Regions from separate parts of the Mus musculus genome. Here region 2 is linked to region 1. A link is a contact called in public promoter capture Hi-C data. All regions are on one chromosome and are shown on one strand. The core of a region is the stretch at or near the end of the contact, and the rest is flanking DNA. Distances in the headings are between cores, read along the strand shown.

Region 1 (5,735 bases), core at 87-2,586:
CAGCAAAAACAGAAAGGAAGAGAGAGAGAGGGAGAGAGAGACAGAGACAGAGACAAAGAGACAGAGAGAGAGAGAGAGAGAGAGAGAAGAGGGAGGGAGAGAGAGACACAGAGAGACAGACAAACAGAGAGAGAGAGAAGAGGGAGGGAGAGAGCACAGAGAGACAGAGACACAGAGAGACAGAGACACAGAGAGACAGACAGACAGAGAGAGAGAAAGAAGAGGGAGGGAGAGAGACACAGAGACACAGAGAGACAGAGACAGAGACAGACAGACAGACAAGAAGGATCCTGTGCACTTCTTGAGTCTCTCTCTCAAGTGCTGCTGCAAGGGACTGAGTCCTTCGCCAGTGGGAAACAGGTGTCTCCTGCCAATTAGGATTTAAACATCAACAGGGGCTTCTTGAGAGAATGATAACAAGCCTAATTGCAAGCAGCAGCTGGAGAGCCCTTGGCTGCACCAAGACAGGTTTTACTAATCCCCATTTTGCTGGGCGCCTGGCATCAAGCTGTGGTCAGCTCCTCTGACATGGGGCTGAGGCTATAAAATGTAGAGCAAGTATTTTATAGCCAGAGCTCAGTAGGGCGAATCTGATCACTCAGAAAGCTGGCCATCTGGTGGTTGAATAGACACAACGGTGCCATCAGTAAGTGCCTCAGTCTCCTTGTTACTGTTGGCCCATTTTCAGAGTCCCTTTCCTCTGTGCATACTAACAGCTGGGAGTGTCTTTGGAGTGTGGCCTCAAAATGATGACTGACTATGATTCCTCTTTATGTAGACATGCACAGTCTATTATACCCCTTCCCAAGAGAGTGAAGTCAATGAAGTGTGCTAGACACAAGACAAACAAACTGGAACCAAGTGGGAAGCTTCCTCCCTTGCTAGTTTCCATAGTGACAGAGGTTGCCAGGCAGGCATCCATGGAAGAAGAGTCACCACTGGTCTTTCCAGTTTTCAGCTTTGCTTACTGCCATATCTATTGTCAGGCAAGGTATGCTGACTGATGTGATAATGGCACACATTATCCAGGTCTCCCTCGTGCCTTCTGGATCCCTACTCATGGCAGGCCCAGCCTGGAACCCACTTCCACGAGTACGACTTTCTGAAGGTGGGCCGTATGCTCTTTCTTTATATCTTTTAGCATAATCACTGACATAAGAATCAATGCCCAACAGACGATTCTTTACATTTCTACCTCCCAGACTAGGAGGTCAGAGACTAACTCTCAAAGCCTCGCTGACCACTGCCAAGTCAAACAGGACAATCGTGTAGCTCCGCTGTTGTTGAAGGAGTCATTGCTTTGCGCCGCCAGCAAAAACAGCCAGATCCAAGGCACATTCCTCCATAAACATGTGCAAAGCTCTGCTGTGAAATGCCTGGGCATTCTCCTGCTAGAATAGCACAGTGCCAGCCCAGCAGAGAGCAAAATGAAACCAGAGACCTCACATTTGCTCACAGAAATGCATACGCTTCCAATGCTGAGGGGTCGTGGTCTAGAGGATTAACAGCAAGAAGGATTGAGCAAATTGCATAAAGCCTACCACTCTGCTGAAATCTACATGTAGATGTCAGACAACAAACAAATGCAATCTTTTAACACTAACATTTACTCAAACTTTATTGTGCATTAATTATCCTTGTTTTTTCCTAGTAAAACTCGGAGAGAAAAACACTCCACATCTGGCCTTCTGCTATTTCCAGCAGAGTTAGAAAACCTTGAGTAGTGGACTCAAAGGACTGGATTCTGTCCTTCGCTGATGGATGGATTGTAAAGAAACTGTAAAGCAGTGGGCAGTTTGTGAATGGAGCAAGTGGTATGTGATGGTCAAGCAGGCATGTCTAGTGTCACAAAAACATAATACACCATATTGCAGTTCTATTTTTTAATCTCCACAATGGGCTCACAGAAACTTAACATAGTGGCTTATAATTGAACGTTGCTACCTTTCTGACAAAAGGGGTTAGACTCTAACAATGGGAGCATAAGTGTGAAAGACTTCAGGCTATTACACAAAGAGCCCTTTTCATCCCGGAAAGGGAAAAAAGAAGGAGAAAGTTAAGATCAACATTGGCCTCTTGGGGAGCTAGATGGACGCTCACATCATGAACAACAGGGGAGGAAGGAGAAAGGTTGGTCTGAGACTTCCCCTAAAAAGCTGAACTTCAGAGATATTGAGTATATAATGTATTGATGAAGTTAAACTCACAGAATGCAGATAGATAATATGTAGAGCCTGAATCTATCTTTCAGAAACAATGTACCCTAAATAAAGTAATTAACATAATGGATCTGCACAAAGTGAAGAAAATAAAAAATCTGACTATTTCCTGTGTGCCTGCAGTATAGAAGCAATGGCTCAGACACTCTCAGATGGAGCCAAATTGCTTGTTTCAGAATGGAAGAGCAATACTAGAGGAGGCTACAGGGCACAAAAAGAATGTGTAGAAAGAGCTTGGGAAGTTTCGGGTCATGTGAGTAATGGAGAGAGAAAGTTCCTGTAGCTTAGGAGGCATAATTGAACATTGCTACCATAGTGTTGATGACACAGAGGGTTCACTTAGCCTCAAAAGCACGCTTACAACTGAGAACCAGACATTCCCTCCTCCCTCCCCCATACAAAGAGAAGCAAGTCTATTCATGATGCTATTGAAGAGTCCTTAAGGAGTTGAAGGGGTTTGCAGCCCCATAGGAGGAACAACAATATGAACTAACCAGTACCCCCAGAGCTCCCAGGGACTAAACCACCAACCAAAGAGTACACATGGAGGGACTCATGGCTTCAGCTGCATATGTAGCAGAGGATGGCCTAGTTGGTCATCAATGGGAAGAGAGGCCCTTGGTCCTGTGAAGGCTCTATGCCCCAGTGTAGGGAAATGCCAGGGCCAGGAAGTGGGAGTGGGTGGGTTGGTGAACAGTGGGGGGGGGGGGAGCGGATAGGGGGGTTTTGGAGGGGAAACCAGGAAAGGGGATAACATTTGAAATGTAAATAAGGTAAATATCTAATAAAAAATTGTGATAATGATGGTCAAGTGGCTCTTCACAGTTGATGACTTCTTGCAGGAGTTGGGAGAACAACTCAGTTATTTTTTAAGAGACAGGCTACTAAGAATCCGATCCTACTCCAAGAGTGCATGAGTAACACAAATCGGACTTTGTTTTGTTTTGTTTTTTTGAGGGGTGGGGGTAGGGTGTAAGAACAGGAGGGTGTGGACCCAGAAGGAATAGGAAAAGAGTGTGCTTGGGATTCATTGCATGAAATCCCCAAATAATTAATAAAATTATTATGTTGGAGTAAATACAAAGAGCATGCTCTACCTAACACCAACTTGGCAGATGCTAAGCTGCTTCTGATTGGTTGATTGGTTGGCTTTCAGGTTTGTATTCACTGCAGCACATTGTCAACATATTGACTCAGGAATTTCAAGGTCAGCTGACCATTTGCTTGTTATTCTGGCTCCCGAAGGGAAATGTATTGGTCAAACAGTGTTGAAACAAGCATCTCATAATGAATTGTTGGCAAAGCTATAAACCCCTCTGCTTTTCCTGGGAGTACAGAGTCCATTGCTTTTTCTTATTCTCTGTGACCACAAGACCAGTGCAGTAATGGCTCACTAGTTCATCTCATCAAGTCACTGCTACGAAAAGAGAGGAGATATTTCCATTTTTAAAAAGCTTCTCAATTTTCTCTTTTTCTTGTCTTTCTTTTCTTTTCTTTTCTTTTCTTTCCTTTTCTCTCTTTTCTTTTCTTTTCTTTTCTTTTCTTTCTTTTCTTTTCTTGTTGTTTTGTTTGTTATTTTGAAATAGGGTTTCTCCACATAGCCATGGCTGTCCTGGAATTTGAGACCTGGTTGGTCTCAAACTTAAAAAAATCTACCTGCCTTTGCCTCCCAGGCGCTGGGATTAAAGGTGTATACCACCACACCCAGCAACTTTTCAATTTTCTTAATTTCAGTAGAAAAATAAGCAACTGTTCCTGAAATTGCCAAATGCTTTGAATTTGCATGATCCTACCTAATAATGTGTCACAATTTGTCAATGACCTAAAATGCCTTTCTGTTTTGATAACTTTGCTGGTGCTTTGTTACCTGTCCCTGTGGGAAGGTTTAAACTTTAGTGCCACAGGAGGCAGTTGAGGCCCATAGAACCTCTTGTTGAACAGAGGGGTCATGTCTTTGACAAACGGGAAGACACATGATCTTCTAAATTTGGGGATAGTTTACAGTTCTGTTTCTGTCAAATTAATCATAATTTTGGTGACTGCTTCATTAGCAGTGACTATAATACGATATTTTGTTGTTTTGTTTGTTTGCTTGTTATAGAATCCAGATAGTCCTAGGTCTTACTACATAGGCTTGGCAGCTCAGTAGTAATCTAGAGCTAGATTGGCCTCGTTGTTCTTAACTCACTGATCCTGGAGACTAAGGGAAATAATACATATTTGATGTTTTAAGTTGTTGCCTCTTGGGACAATATATTACCAAGTTCTTGATAACAGAGTCAGCAGTGGATAAGTCTTTCTCCAGGAGGTTGGATATATATATATATATATATATATATATATATATATATATATATCTGTAAAATTACACTACCCTCATCCTGCTTTGACTCTTCAGATGAGGGTGGTGATAACCTTGACTTCAACTGGACTCCTAGTGTCCAAGCTTTGCCACTTAGTGTATCAAATATGCATCTGGAGTTACAAATGACTCTCTTTTATTATTGAACAATTGGGAACAAATTTTGTGTAAGTCCTTGACCCCCTGCAGAGCATTGATGAGTGGTTATTTATGGTTGGTCCTGAGTCATTACTACATGACATCCCCACATGGAGTTTACACAGAATTTATTGAGCAGATTTCAATGATGAATAGGCTGAGAAATGCAGGCAAAGGTTATGGTCATAACAGTACATAAATTTTATTTTCATTTGGCATGAAAACACCTGATTTCCTTCAACACTGTAAGCATGTCACAGTACTAGGCAGCACAAGGCTGACAGATCTAGATTTCATGAAGACATTTTTTCTTTTTAAATAGAAACATCCCATTGTCCCACTGGACTCCGCTGTTATAGATTATTTTGTTTTGATTTGTTTTTATTAGATTTCAGTTTGTTTTAATTAAAAAGAAAACCAGAGAGAAAGAAACTAAAAAGTTTTTCCAAGATGAAGTTGGCTATGCTGAAGACATTTCATGTATTTTTCTGAAACAGAGGTGGCCTCAGGATACAGTATTTTATTGTTAAATTTGGCAAATAGCTTGTTTTATAGCTCATAGATATGATCAAAGTGTTTATCAGGTAATCCTGATAAACTATATTTAAAACAAAAGCACAAACAATGTACTCATTGTGGACAATGTGGTCATCACTTAAGGAAGAGAATGTCAGGGTAGGAAGAAAACTTACTTCTAGACAAAATAAGAATAAGTAATTTCAAATTTAAACTATTGTCTTGTACAAAGACAGAGAAATGTGTCAACAAAAGCTTCGTTACTGTCAGGTTCATAGAATATTGTTTTCTTTGCATGTGTTTCCGAGTACAAAGGTGCTGCCAGTTTTTGCAAGTGAAAAGTTTGCTTTCATGGATTATGATAATAATCAAAATAATAAAAATGGATTCTACCTTATCTGAGAACTTGATAATTGATTTCTCAGCGTGAGGGACAGTAGGTGATTATCTGAATTTTCTCAGGTAATACCATGTAACTTTATCTTTGCCTGTTTTGTGTT
Region 2 (6,362 bases), core at 1,867-4,366, 800 kb after region 1:
GTGACTTCCCTGAGCAAGGTCCAGCTTCCCAATAAACCTGCCTTTAATATATTCTATTCTGCCTTGAATTGGCTTATTTTACTGGTAGAGAAATAACCATACCAGGCCTTGAAATTTTGTGTGTGTGTGTGTGTGTGTTTTTTTTAATGGAGAATAAGAATGGAAGGTTCTGGGCCTTTTTGAAGATGAGTTCATTACACCCTCCCTTCTCAGCGCACTATAGCGGGAAGCTTTAGGGGATTTTAAAAATCTGTTTGAAACCTAGTAGGGCTGCTCTAGGTATAATTATCACTGACAAAGGGATGCGTCTCCTTAAGTCCCTGCAGAATTTTCACTCATGAGAAGGTCCACAGCATACTTTTTCCTGTTCACCAACCATGGGCAGTGTTGTTCCTGGAGGGCCAGCTCCAGCATCAGGCTCCGCTGTCTCCTTTACCTTTCTCTCCAGTTCAGAGGGTCACAGACTGTTCTAAAGGCATGTAGGGAGTTCTATCTTGTGGTGAGATCCTTGGTTGTTGGGAGCCATTAAGACAACACAATTGTCCTGATCTCTGAATTGGGCCTCTCCCCCCAAGAAGAAAAGGGGGTCAAAATCGGTTCACCAACACACCGATTCTGAGAACAACCACAGAATGTTCTAGCCCTAAGTCATCTCCGATGTCCTGACCACACCCTGATACCACCAAGTTCCTGCTTCCCCATGTAGCTGCCAAAAGAAAAAATTTCTATTGCCCCCCCCCCCACTGATAAGTACTTCTCCTTTTGCTTGTGCAATTCTATTGCCCCACCCCTCCCACTGATAAGTACCTGTACTTCCCCTTTTGTTTGTGCATTTAGGCCTTGGGCCTTGCCCAATACATTGGGACCTTGATGCTTCTCAGACTGTTTCCATGTCGTTATTCGCACAAGGTTCTCGTCTCTCTCTACCCCCCAATTTGGTTCTTAGGAGAAGGTCCCCTCAAGACCCTCGAATAACTGGACCTGCTGGACGGGTCACTTGGTAAACATCATACACTTTAGACGAGGAATTCAATGTAAGAGTCTTTGTAAAATATTTTGAGCCAGGTGTGGTGGTGCAAACCTTTGAACACAGTGCTTGGGAGGCAGAGGCAGGAATTTCAGGCCAGCCAAGGCGTGTTACATAGTGACACTGTGCCTCAAAAAAATATGCACATTAAAAAAAAAAAAAAACAAAAAAACCTTAGTGGGTCTAGGACTCATCCTGGTTTCAAATTTTGTCCCAGAGAACTCATTCCTAAACTGTTAGGTAGTGACTACTTATAATACTTGGGTGGTTCTCCATCTTCTGCCCTTTCTCTGGGTCTCTCAGGAGGAGTGACCGTGGCTACAACCATGTGTTGGCTGTTTTTCATCACTCTTGACAAAGTGTGTAGTCTCCTATCCACCAAGAAGGGGGCATGCTGCAAGAGGTCACCACTAAGTGAACTGGGACTTAACTGTGCCCAAAAGTCATTCAAGTGCTCACATGGAGATAGTTTAATAACTTCAAAATTGTAAAGCTAGTTACTCTTTACACTACTTAGACATGTTGAAATTCTAAAACACAGGTGTTGCAAGAAAAAAAAAATCCTGTGCTGAAATCCAGTTCATCAAGATGTGACCACGTGCTCTATTAAGCAATAGGATTCAGGATACCATCAGTTAAGAGGAGGTCATACTGGAGTGGACTGGGTACCACATCCACTGTGTGGTGACTTTGTGAAAAGAAGAAATCTAAACACACACATGCTCATCATTTGGAGACACAGGAGGAAGGCAGTCAGGTACATGCCAAAGAGAGAGAGACAGGAGCAGGTCCGCTCTTACAGCCTTGGCTGGAGGCTCACTTTGCTACCAGGATACAATATACCCATGTTCTTCACATTGCTCGCAGTACGACGTAGCCAGGTAGCAGGCCTGGGTACTTTACACAGGACCCCTTACCTGTTCCTCATCTGAGAGAGAAGCTCTTTTGTTTTCTTAGAATAATGTGAAGATGCAATGTTTTCTTTCTTTCTTCTTTGGTTTTGCAGACCGGATCTCACTATACAGCCCTGGCTGTCCAGAAACTCACTGTGTAGACCAGACTGGCCTTGAACTCACAGTTCAAGTGACAGCTGAGTGCTGGGATTAAAGGCCTGTGTCACTATACTCAGCTTCACAATGTTTTTTCACCTTTCCAAAACAAACAAAAATAAAACAAAACTTGAAGAGTTTTTATTTGAATTTAAAGAAAACCCCAGGGCAGGCAAGCTGTAAATGTCAGAAGGTGTGCAGAGGAGGAGGAGGGGACAAAGTTACAAAGCCTTGTTGTTTTGAGTTAGGCTTGGAGGTTGGACACAAACTGCCTCTGGCTAGCATCTGAAAGCAAGAGAAGAAGAAGAAGAAGAAGAAGAAGAAGAAGAAGAAGAAGAAGAAGAAGAAGAAGAAGAAGAAGAAGAAGAAGAAGAAGAAGAAGAAGAAGAAGAGAGACACAGAGAGACAAAGACAGACACAGAGACAGACAGCCAGAAAGCCAAAGACAGCCAGATACACACACACACACACACACACACACACACACACACACAGAGAGAGAGAGAGAGAGAGAGAGAGAGAGAGAGAGAGAGAGAGAGAGAGAGAGAGAACAGCTTTCTGAGCCAACAGAACCTTAAGATGGCTTTGGAGCAACTGCCCTCTCAGCATAATATTTTTTTAGGGATGATTGTTCTTCCTGTCTCTTTCTTTAGCGTGGCTTAAAAAGAATCCACCTTTCTGAGGGGCAGTGCCTTGGCTAGGTGATTGACCTTCCCACGCCCAGAAGGACTATTAACTCTTATCTCGTAGGTAGTTTGGAATGTTAGGTATTCCCCAAGCCAAAGAAATAGCTTTCCACAGTGGGCTTCCACGGAGCCTTAATCAATGCTTCTGTAACTTTCCCCTCTGACGGGATAATCATAAAATCTGTTTGGAGATGGGCTGAAACTGGCAGATAGCTATAACACAAGTTTACACTGAAAATCTGAAGATACGGTTCCAAAGCTTTTACCAGACAGGGACTAGATTCCTGTCATAACCTCACGTGTGACCTCCAGGCAGTGGGTGGGGGCTCACTTAGGAGGCGATAAGTAACCTCTGTTCTTGTCTGCATTCCTGACCAGAGAACTAAGGACATTTCTGAAACTGTTGCTTTCAGGGACAAAGTTTTCTTAACTTTGAAAAAAAATTTTTTGAAGCTACCAAGGTCTGGGAACCACGTGACTCATGCCTTGTTTATAAAAGTATCCTGCAAGGTTTTGGTTTCCCGCAGTCTTTGGACTTCAGCATGGGCATGTCTTGGTGGCTGGCGTGTGCTGCAGCGTTTTCTGCCCTCTGTGTCTTAAAAGCCAGTTCGCTGGATACTTTCCTCGCGGCTGTTTACGAGCATGCTGTGATCCTGCCTAAGGACACCCTGTTGCCAGTGTCTCACAGTGAGGCTCTGGCATTAATGAACCAGAATCTGGACCTTCTGGAAGGAGCGATCGTATCTGCAGCGAAGCAGGTATCCTATCTCCTCTCTCCCGAGTACCGAGTCCTGAGGATGAGTACCGAGTCCTGAGGATGGGGGAGGGACCGTGTGGTAGGGATAGGGATAGCTCTCGGGAAACAGGGTGCCTGTCGGGGGTCAGTTCCGCTCACTACATTAGCATAGCCAAGGTGCTTTGTTTTACAGTTAGAATCTTTTCACCTCAAAATTATTAAACACACTATTACACATCCGTAACAAAGGAAGGGAACAGAGTTTGAAAATAACATTCTGCTCATTATTTAAGCAAGACTTTGAGGAACGAAATAGCATTTTGGGTTTTCCTTTCTGCTATATATAAAAGAAACGTTATAAACACAGCAGAGACCATTTGCTATTCCCTTTTTGAAAAATGGTTATTTTATGTGTGTGAGTGGTTTGCCTGCGAGTACACACCGTATGTGTGCCAGGTACCCACAGAGGTCAGACGAAAGTATTGGATCTCCCGGAACTGTTTCAGGAAGTTGGGAGCTGCTCTGTGGGTGCTGGGACTTGAATCTGGGTCCAGTGATCTCAGCCACTGAACCATCTCTTGAGCCACGCCCCCTTCAGTTGTTTTTTTAAGACTGAAATAACTTCAGCATACCTTCTTTGGGTGCATTTACAGTTACAAGATCTGGGGTGTTCAGAGTGCATGGCCACAGACATTTAGCTTACAGCCTGAAATAATTAAACTGGTTACAAACTCCTGACACTAAGTATTATAGTCATCCGTTCATTTTAATTGCACTATGTCTGCTAAGTGTGAAGTTTAAAGCAAATTTTGCAATGTGAGTGTGGTTTGGATAGAAGGGTTTAAGTAAGAACTCAGAGGTCAATTATACACCAGGGACATGTGAAGTATGGTTAACAGTAACAAATAGAAACACACCAGTGTGGTGGGTATAGCAGCATATGCTTTTACTCCCAGGGCCCCCAAAGAAGGTACATCCCTGTGAGCCCCAGGCCAACCAGGGTTACATACACAGTGAGACCCAGTAGCCAACTAATTAATATGTGTGTGTATTACTATTATATAGTAATATAATAAATAATATATTATTTAATTAAATATATATATATTTACATGTTGATATTTCACCCTTAGTCCAACTGTTTCTTTAAAGGCCACAGCAATCTTCAAGGTGGTTCTCCAATCCCAAAGTGCCCATTGCCTTTAGGCAAGGAATAGGCTAGGTGACCAGTGTACGGTGTCCTATCTCCTGAAATGCAGGAGAATTCTGAGGTACCAAACAGGGATTGAGTGGTGAATCAATCCAGTTGAGCCAGGCACAATTGACCAAAGTTCAAAAAGGGGTTGATTTGAAGGGGGGGGGGGGAGAGGAATGGGTTTATAATTAAGGGGTAGAGGGATTGCAGAGCTCTGGATGGCGTAGACAGCTGTTAGTGTGCATTAAAAAGTCACCGGTGTGATAGGGCAGGATTAGAAAATGAAAGTGGCCAGCGTGGTGGCACACGCCTTGAATCCCAGCACTCGGGAGGCAGAGGCAGGCAGATTTCTGAGTTCGAGGCCAGCCTGGTCTACAAAGTGAGGTCCAGGACAGCCAGGGCTTTACAGAGAAACCCTGTTTCGAAAAATCTAAAAAAAAAAAAAAAAAAAAAAAACCCAGGAAGAAAGAAAGAAAGAAAGAAAGAAAGAAAGAAAGAAAGAAAGAAAGGAAGGAAGGAAGGAAGAAAGAAAGAAAGAAAGAAAGAAAGAAAGAAAGAAAGAAAGTAAGTAAGAAAGAAAGAAAGAAAGTGTGTGGGAAATGCAGATGTATACATGTGATCTCAGCACGTGGGAGGTAGAGGCAGAGGCAGGAGGATCAGAACTTTAAGCTAAATCTATGCCATATAGACAGTGAGTTTGAGGCCAGGGTGGGCTACATGAGAGCCTGCCTCATAACACAACACAACACAACACAACACAACACAACACAACACAACACAACACAAGCAAATAGCTTGGGAAAAGAAAAATAGAGAAAACTGAAGAATATGACTGAAAAGTATCCATCCCCCCCATCTTGTCATCCATGTCACCTTGACTGTCCTAGAGCTTGCCGTGTCTTCTAGGCTGGCCTTGACTCACTGAGCTCTCCTACCACGCCCAGCCGGCCTCTCAGTCCCTCAACTCTGCAGCCCACCTCTGCGAGTTAGTGTGCCTGAGAAGTGTTTTAACTCTCTGTTTCTAACAGGGTGCGCACATTATTGTGACTCCAGAAGATGGCATATACGGTGTGCGTTTCACCAGGGATACGATCTACCCATACCTGGAGGAGATCCCAGACCCTCAAGTAAACTGGATACCCTGTGATAACCCTAAAAGGTAAAATTAACAGTATGCAGAGGGTAGCGAGTAGGGGGAGACGTGAGGAGGAGAGTAGACAGATATGATTACATTACACTGTAGACATATAAGAAATTCTCAAAGATACAAAAACAAAAACAAAAAAACAAGCCCACGCCCAGCTCAGTTATGAGCCTCTTCTTGTTTTACCAGGAACAGGAGTTGAAGACACTCCTGTGTTGGTCAGATCTCTGCTTCTATCACTGGACAGTGGACATAAACCAACTTAAAAGGAAACTCGGAGTTGCAGAGGCTTTAATCTGTGCTCACGTGGCCTAGTCCTTTAGACTCATGGTGACATCATACATCAGAATGGAGAGGCATGGCAGAGCAGGGCAGTCTTACACGCAGTGCAGGGCAGCGTGGCAGGGCAGCCTTACTACAGGGCAGCCGGCTAGGGCTGGGGCTGGGCGGAGAATAGACACTACTAATCAGATCAGAGTTGAGGAATTTAACTACGTTGTGGGCTGTTGAATGGACTACAGAATT

Evidence for each region. Promoter capture Hi-C pulls out the DNA fragments that hold promoters and counts their contacts.
Region 2: a contact with region 1 is called in a promoter capture Hi-C map of frontonasal cranial neural crest, with 4 times the contacts expected there. The contact joins the promoter of Vnn1 here to the enhancer-like site in region 1. A contact is called at or near these places in 10 of 39 promoter capture datasets (the 3T3-L1 cell line, 3T3-L1-derived adipocytes, embryonic stem cells and 5 more).

What each region holds. Positions count from the first base shown.
Region 1 is chr10:23,091,340-23,097,074 of GRCm38.p6, forward strand. No RefSeq gene overlaps it. Among named protein-coding and RNA genes, the nearest start is that of Gm24655, 73 kb to the right of the region's middle. Within about 2 kb of position 1,337, at least 11 of the 459 cell types and tissues checked have an H3K27ac peak or open chromatin away from gene starts, as enhancers often do.
Region 2 is chr10:23,891,572-23,897,933 of GRCm38.p6, forward strand. It overlaps Vnn1 (vanin 1), which reads left to right and starts at 3,117. Exons shown (of 7, transcript NM_011704.3): 1 at 3,117-3,520; 2 at 5,722-5,852. The coding sequence starts at 3,305.